2 separate regions of the Gossypium hirsutum genome follow, and region 1 is linked to region 2. Evidence: chromatin contacts called from public Hi-C data. All regions are on one chromosome and are shown on one strand. Each heading gives the region's core, a stretch centred on a gene start, on an enhancer-like site or on the middle of the called end of the contact. The rest is flanking DNA. Distances are from core to core; before and after follow the strand shown. Region 1 holds the start of LOC107934687 (ATP-dependent DNA helicase 2 subunit KU70). Region 2 holds the start of LOC107934669 (putative receptor-like protein kinase At3g47110).

Region 1 (4,084 bases), core at 350-2,849, 160 kb before region 2:
TAGTAAGAAAACATATCATAGGCACTTAGGGCAGCAGACTTCCAGAGCATATAGCAAAATATACCAACTCTATTTGCAAAGATTGTATTTATTTTCTGTATATTTATTAAAGGACTCATCTATTTGATGGAAACTTGTCCAAGTTTTACCAATGTCAACTGGTCGGAATAAACACACAGAAAATAAGTACAATCTCCGCACATAGACAAGTCCTTTAATAAACATATAGAAAATAAGTCCAATCCCTGCAAATAGATGTGGTATATTTTGCTAGTAAACCCAATTTACTAGTTGACGTTGGTATAGAAAATATAGCAAACTAGGAGTAGTTATCCCACATTGATGGAAACCATTGACCAACAAAGGCAGCTACTTGGTGTTCTATGTGCATTCCTACCTATTCTTTTGATTCCATGTGTGATTGTGGCAAAACCAAATTGAGATATACAAACGAAAATGCTATTTATTTGAAAACTTTTTGATTAACCAACTCGTTACCAAAAAGCCCTGATAGCATCTTGTCATGTAGGAATGATGGCCAAGTGATCCAAAGAGTAGCATTGGAACTGCTATGTACACTTCTGTTTACTGAGGATTCGTACACCTATTTTCCAACACTTCCCCACAATTCACTGATCGCCATGAGATTTCAAAGAAATCTAATCTAATTCAAGATTTTCACCCAATTGAGTTTACCACCCTAGAACTAAAAAGTTACACCTACTAGTTCAACAGTATATTTTGTGAGTAGACTAAGTGGAAAGCCCCACCCCTGCCATTTTTCTTTTTTTTTTTTGTACACCAGGACCAGAGGCTCTAACTACAGTAAATAAAATAATTAATATCAACCTAAAGGGCTAGAATTGCATCTTACAGTGTTAAAGAAGCAAATTGCAACTTCATCATACGATCTACTAATGATTTGAGTCTTGAGTGATCCAGCAATACAGCTAACAGCGGTGTGGAAATGAGTTTCATCCTTTTGGTCATTCTGTCAATATTTAAAAATAAAAATAAAAAACCAACAGCTAGTCAGTACATCTCAAATAGAAAAAGAAGAAGAAGAAAAACATGTTAATCAAAAAACATATCCATTACAGAAAAGCTTAATTAGGGTATTAATCCATGAAAGAAAAAAGAAAACCAATTACTAAAAAAACTGTAAAGAAAAGGAAATGGGTATTCTTTATCTGTTTTGATTATACATAAAAACTTACACCAGGACATGTCGTGCTGAACATTTTCCGAGAAGCATCGACCAAGTAAACAACATACTCTTTGGAACTCTCACTTTGCTGCAAATATTGGACAAAAACAACACAACTACATCTCTCGTTTCTTAACCGTGGAGAAGAATATAGAAGAAAATAAAGAGAAAGAGAGGAAACCTGGAAGAATTCGTTATCTGGGTCGTCTTCTTCGTCCTTGAAAACATCTTCTGGGTCCAAATCCATTGTTAAAGATGAAATTTTTCAAAGGTTTTTTGCCGGTTTCTGAAGTGCTGCTAACTTTCCCAGTTCCTACGCATTTTTTAAATACATTTCGATATTTGGAGTGGAGGTGTCTTGGACAAGCTAAAGGAAGGACACTGACAATTGGAGATCAAAGTGTTCATGGGCTTGAGAGCCTTTTCCATATAAAGCTTCGGGTCCGATACATTTTTCAACCAGGTTTTGGCAAAGTTTTTGAGGCTTAAGCTTGGCCTGCTTTGTCTTTATAGATTCTTTTTTTCTATGTATAATAGGAAATCATGTTGTTTGATATTCTATCTTCTTCTTTTTTTGTTAATTTAGAATTTATGATTTTCATATATTTTTAAACTTAATGAAATAATTTTGTTTAAATTAACTGAATTCTCGTACTAATATTAAAATTTAAGAAGGAATAATATCGGGTTTGGATGAGCGATGTGTTTATCTGCGATTAATGTAAAAATAGTTATGGCAATGTAATTAGACATTGTAATAATATTGTAGTGTGAGATAAAAAATAAGTTAAACACACCGTATCACCCATCCAAATTGAAACTTTAATATTTCAAGTTCAACTCCCATCCAAATAATTATGTAAAAATTGTTTCCATATTTATTTTGGCCTAAATCTCTCTATGTTTGAATTCTCTCTCTCCGAAACTATTCTAATTTGCTTCGAATATCTATTGTTGATTACTATGAGGGTGCTTTATAATTATTGATTCTAATTATAATTTATTTAGGTTACACTATTTGTAATTGTATTTGTAATTGTGAAGACTAAGAAGAAATTAAAATTTAGGCATTGAAACAATAAAATTAAGGTCACATGCACTTTTTTCTTAAAAAAGGTAATCATTTTATTGGTTAAAACAATAGAACACAAACTCCAATTGAAATCGATTGAGAAGCTTCTGGATGGAATGTTTGAACATTAATTTTTGTTAGAATTAAGTGACTCGAATTCTTATTTCAATAAATACAGTGGTAAAATAAATTAAAATTAAAATCCTTATAGAACTATACTTTTTTTTATTTTATTTTAGAATAAGGTTTTTTAAACCTTATTAAACACCATCTATTTGATATTGATTAGAATAAGGTGTTTCAATCTTATTACACTCCTATTAGAATATGGTTTTACAAGCCTATAAATAGACATAGTCTACTCCTCTTGTAATCATTCGAATTTGACATTGTGAATTTTCTTCTCCTCTGCCCGTGGTTTTTTCACGAAAGGGTTTCCACGTAAAATTTGTGTGTTCTTTATTTTTTTTATTTCTCTTTTCTTTGCGATATTTTGTCATTACCAACATTCTATTTTTTACAAATTAGTATCAGAGCTTCCGGGTTGTTCATCTTGATCACGGTAATGGCGTCTTTGAAGTATGAAATTCCATTATTGGATCGCAACACCATATTTGCGTTGTAGTAGATTAAGATGCAAGCAGTTCTTGCGCAGATAGATCTTTGCCGAGACCTTTTTTGGAGTCGGGCACGAAGCGTTACCTGACTTAACTTACCAGTTCGGAGCATAAAAATTTGCTTTTAAAATTAATTTGCTCGCGTTCAATCAATATGTCCTAAAAAGAGCACTCGAAACCCTAAAACATACAACGGAAATTATTCGGGTCCAAACTGGAAACATTAAAAAATTTTCGAATACTTAAACAAATCAAAATAATTTATTTCACTATTCACAATAAAACTGTCCACCTGCATAACTGTCACTAATTTAATTATAACTCAAGTTACAAAACTTTAAATTTAGATCCATAAATTTTCCTTGAAACTAGACTCATATATCTTCTTACCATAAAATTTTCAGAATTTTTGGGTTAGCCAATTAGTACAGTTTATTCGTTAAAGTCTCCCTTGTTTCACTGTCTGACGGTTTTGACCTCTATTCACTAAAAATCAATTATCTCATTGTACAGACCTCATATGGTGATTCCACTTGTTTCTATTGAAAATAGACTCACTAAGGAATCTATACATATAAATTATAACTCATAATTATTTTTATAAAATTTTTAATGTTTTTCTAAAGTCAGAACAGGGGAAATCAAAAACCATTCTTACCCTGTCTCACTAAAATTCAAATATCTAAAAATATATAACTCTTTTTATTACTCTATTTCTTTCATGTTAAAATAGACTCATTCAGCTTTAATTTCATATCTCACTCAGCTTCTAATTCAATTTCCACCATTTTTGGTGATTTTTCAAATTCACATCAATGCTGCTGTCCAAAAAAAAAATTGTTCCATTGCAATTTTTTTTTACCCTTTTATAATTTCTTTGTATTAACTATCATTTAGGCATACACAACACCAAAACATGTTCTTATATAGCCATTTCAATAGTTAATCATTATCGAATATTTACGTACTACTTCTTAGCCATATCATAAGGATACACGCAAAATGACCAAGTCCCTATACATGCCATATAAATCAAAAAGTTGTTTAACAAAATCTACCGGAGTAAATCTGGATAGTGTGTGATCGTTGATGTAGATCCGATCCTCCGAACATATATATATATACGTCAATCTACAAGAAACAATAAACACACACAAGTACGCTTACAGAAAGCTTAGTAAGTTCATA
Region 2 (4,255 bases), core at 680-3,179:
ATTTATTATCTTTTTGCCCGAGGCCCGACCCATTTTTTAAACGGGCATCATTTTTTTGCCCAAGCCCATATTTCGGGCCTATATTTTTACCCGAACCCTCTAATATTTCGGGCGGGCCGTCAGGCCGGGCCGGGCCGCCCGACCCATGAGCACCTCTAATAGGAGTTCAAGGATAGAAATAACCAAAACTCATCTCAGCTACAGTACAAATAAAATTTGATCCCTTTCATTTATTTCTTTGTATTCTCTTTCATATTCCATTTCTTCGATGTGACTCTCTAGAGTTCATCTAAGTGATGTGCGCGATACAAAGTTCGCAATACAGAACCATTATTGTTCATCCTATTGTCTCGACTCGTCCAAAATAAAATAAATAAATAAATCTTTTCAAAAATTGAGAATCTCAATGATGTATTGTCTTTTATTTCTTTTTATTTATTAGCCTATCCATAAAAATATTAATGAAACCTCAATTCCTCTATTTGAGCTAGAAGAGAATGTACAAATATTCCTTGAATATTCGAAGTTTTCAACTATTAACTTTTTAAAATTAAAAATTTTAAAAATATTACTAACGTGATCATTTGTTTTGGGGGTGATTGACAAACAATACAAGTTAAAGGGCTAAAATAAGCGAAAATTAAATAAAGGGCTAAAATGATTTTTTTATAAAGTTGAAGGGCTAAATAAATGGTTATTCCAAAAGTAAATAAAGCTCCATTAGCAAGGTATTGCACATCATATTAGGTGTCATACACACTTCCAAGTCCAGTAGGAAATTAAAGAATATTTCTCTCATCATTTTCTGGTAGTTTATTCTTCAATCTTCTTTTCAACTATGTATTCAATTAATAAATAAATTTATGTTTTCAATCTCAATACAAGAGTGATCTAAATTATTATATTCATTAACTTAATTTCTTTCCAAAAAAAAAATCCTTACATTCTCAAACTACTTTTTTAAAAAAAAAGTTAACACTTGAAAAAGCTTTAAAAAACGGTTAGCAAGCATGTATTACCTTCAAAGTGGTTCCGACCAATATAGATGTCTTGAAGCTGGCTAAAATTCCCAATTTCTATTGGTAGGCTCCCCTCCATTTGGTTAAACGCTAAAGATAACACTTGTAACTCTTTGCACTTGAATAGACTGGCAGGAATTCTACCAGAAAGCAGGTTAAGACTCCAGTGCAATCCTTTCAAATTTGGAAGATGATCAAACATATCTTTTGGGATATGACCAGTGAGATTATTGGTGGTGAAATCGATGACTTCTAGCAAAAGCAAATCACGTGGAACAGAGGGTATGGAACCAGAGAGCATATTGTAGCTTAGATCTATTTCTTGCAACGAAGAGATATTGAAGATGGTGGAGGGAATTGAACCTGAAACCTGGTTTTCAAACAAATACAAGACCTCTAGCTTTGACAAATAGGCTAAAGAGAATGGCATAACACCTTTGAAGTTGTTTTGGTACAAAAACAACGTTCGAAGTTCAGTTAATGATCCCAACCATGATGGGATTTCTCCACTGAAGGAGTTGTTACCAAAGCTTAAATATTTCAGCCGTCGCAAATTGGATAACTGGACAGGTAATCCGCCATAGAAACTATTGTTTCTGACATAAAGAAGAGAAAGGAATGACAAATTTCCCAAGTGAGGTGGAAGGGTGCCTACGAGTCCCAACCCAGTAAGGTTTAGAGCTGTGACTCTACGGTGCTTGGATCCACAACTTACACCAAACCAATTGCAAACAGGGGCAGAGGTTGACCAGTTAGTTGTCAAGACATTTTCAGGATCATGAATAACATGATCTTTTAATGCTAGAAGAGCTGATTGATCTGTAAGTATGGTGGTTAATTTCATAGAGAAAGTAGGCATAGAAAAATGGAAGATGATAAGAATAGCTAAGTTGAGGAAAGTATTCCCCATTTGATTTTGGGTGTTTATCGAGCTACCAACAAAGGCAGAACTGAGATTAATAGATAGATAATTTATGTTGTAATTTATTCTTGCAACATTGCAAATTCTTTGAATGTGATTTAGGTAGAAACTACAGAGTTTATTATAGGATGTGATAATATGATTATGTAATTATTGCTTAAAAAACTTCTTTCTAAATTTTATTTAATTATTTTAGATTAGTGAAATTATTAGACAACGTGATAAATTTTTATCAGATAGGAAGTGACAAGTGAGCAGTCACTTCCAAGAATATAAACAACCCAATCACTCTCTTAACTAACCGTATCTAAACACTAATTGTTGTTTCTATTGACTAAAAGAATTTTCAACAAAAAAGATGTTGACTTAAAATTAAAATAAACCATCAAATTTCTTAGAACATTCAATGAGGTTGAAAGATTTTATTTTTAATTTTTGTTATTTTGGAATAATTTTTTTTCTTTCTACTTTTACCAAAAAATATATTTTAACTTTTTATTTATTATTTATTTTTTAGTTCTTAAACTTACGTTGTGAAAAAATCAACGTTTGTTAACTTTGCTAATGTGCCACATGTGGATTGTCACCGGGATGTCAAATTAGAAATTAATTAATTTTTTAAAAATTTAAAAATTTAGAAAATATTATTAATTTATTTTTAAAATACTAAATTTATTTAAAAAGTATAAAATTATAAAAAAATATTTTTATTTTTAAAATTTAATTAATTGCTAATGTGGTACATTAACTTTTTTATTCATTTTAGATGATTTGACAAACAATACGGGTTTAAAGGTTAAAAGTGACGGAAAATTAAATAAAAGACTAAAATGAATTTTTTTTAAATAAATTTGGAGCGCCAAAAAATTCATCATACTTTTTTTTGTCCTATCAATACGCTTAACAACATGCCACCATAATTTTGATTTTCTTTGGCAAGTCTGTATGCCATAGGTTTTTTAGGAAAGCTTTGTTTGTAATTTCATTAGTATTGTCATCTAGACTAGAGGTCTCTTTCAGTAGCCTTCTGTAACCACTCCTCACAATATACTCTCTTGTTACCTCCCCACTCCATACCCTATTGTCCTCTCGTGGACGTCTCGCTAGAGGAATTTGCAAGATAGTTTCTACCTCTTCCCTTGTAAACAAAGAGGTAACAAGATCCTCCTTCCATTGTCTCAGATTAGATTCACTCAGCTCTTCCACCTTAACTATATTGTGATCTCAAACTAACTCCTGGATTTTTTTTTTATCCTTCAACCCAAGGAACCAAGCATCCTGCCACTCTCCAAGCCGTTCCATCTTATAATAGTTGCTTTGTCGCCCATACGCTCCTCCAAGTATAAGAATGATAATTACCTAACTTTGGTTGCATGAAATCGACATTGGGGAAATATTTAGCTTTTAAAGTTCTAGCTAATAACGAATCATGATAATTCATTAAACACCAACCCTGTTTTGCAAGGGCTAAATTAAACTTGGATAAATTTTTAAACCTCATTCCCCCATCTTCATTTAGTTCACACAATTTATTCCAATTGCATCAATGAATCCCCCTCTTTCCTTTTTGTTCCTGCCACCAAAACCGACTTATAGCCTGTTCCATGTCATGACATAAAGAATTCAGTGGTAAAAAACAAAACATAGCATAAGTCGGAATTGATTGCAGTACACTCTTAATAAAAACTTCCTTCCCTCCCTAAGGAAGTATTTTAACACACCAATTATTTATTTGTTCTGCAATCTTATCTTTCAAACCCTGAAAGGTCCTTCATTTTTGCCTCCCTACAACATTCAGGAGCCCCAAAGACTTCTCTGGATCCATCAAACAACGCACCCTTAGTAATTGAGCTACTGAGTCCTTTGCATATGCAGAATCATTTGAACTAAAAAATAGTGTTGATTTCTCTAAGTTGATACTTTGCCCTGAATATTCTTCATACTTCTGCAAAATCCTTCTAATCTCATTTGCTCGTTTTTTCACAGCATCACCGAACAAAATACAGTCATTTGCAAAAAGCAAATGAGTAATCTCAGGATCCCTTCTACATACCTTGACACCCTTTGTTCTCCCCTCCCCTTTCACCATCCTCATCAATGTCGACCATCCCTCCCCACAAGTCAGGAATAGATAAGGACTTAGCGGATCCCCTTGTCTAAGGTTATAACCTCCCTAACCCGGACTAAATGTTATGACCATATTGAGAAGGCTACATTAGCCATCGAAATGGCTAAATAGACTATTTGACCTTCGAAAATCCTTAACACCTAACTAATTTTAAAGAAAACCGTTATTGGTGATCCAAGTTAGATA

What was found. Hi-C and Micro-C count contacts between places; a contact is called where the count stands out from the background.
Region 1: a Hi-C map of leaf shows a contact between it and region 2, with 1.8 times the contacts expected there. The contact joins the promoter of LOC107934687 here to the promoter of LOC107934669 in region 2. A contact is called at or near these places in 7 of 34 Hi-C or Micro-C datasets (hypocotyl, leaf and petal).

The regions. Positions count from the first base shown.
Region 1 is chrD01:5,310,087-5,314,170 of Gossypium_hirsutum_v2.1, reverse strand. It overlaps LOC107934687 (ATP-dependent DNA helicase 2 subunit KU70), which reads right to left and starts at 1,599. Exons shown (of 20, transcript XM_041086849.1): 1 at 1,389-1,599; 2 at 1,218-1,295; 3 at 875-991. The coding sequence starts at 1,454.
Region 2 is chrD01:5,150,277-5,154,531 of Gossypium_hirsutum_v2.1, reverse strand. It overlaps LOC107934669 (putative receptor-like protein kinase At3g47110), which reads right to left and starts at 1,929. Exons shown (of 3, transcript XM_016867150.2): 1 at 1,020-1,929. The coding sequence starts at 1,929.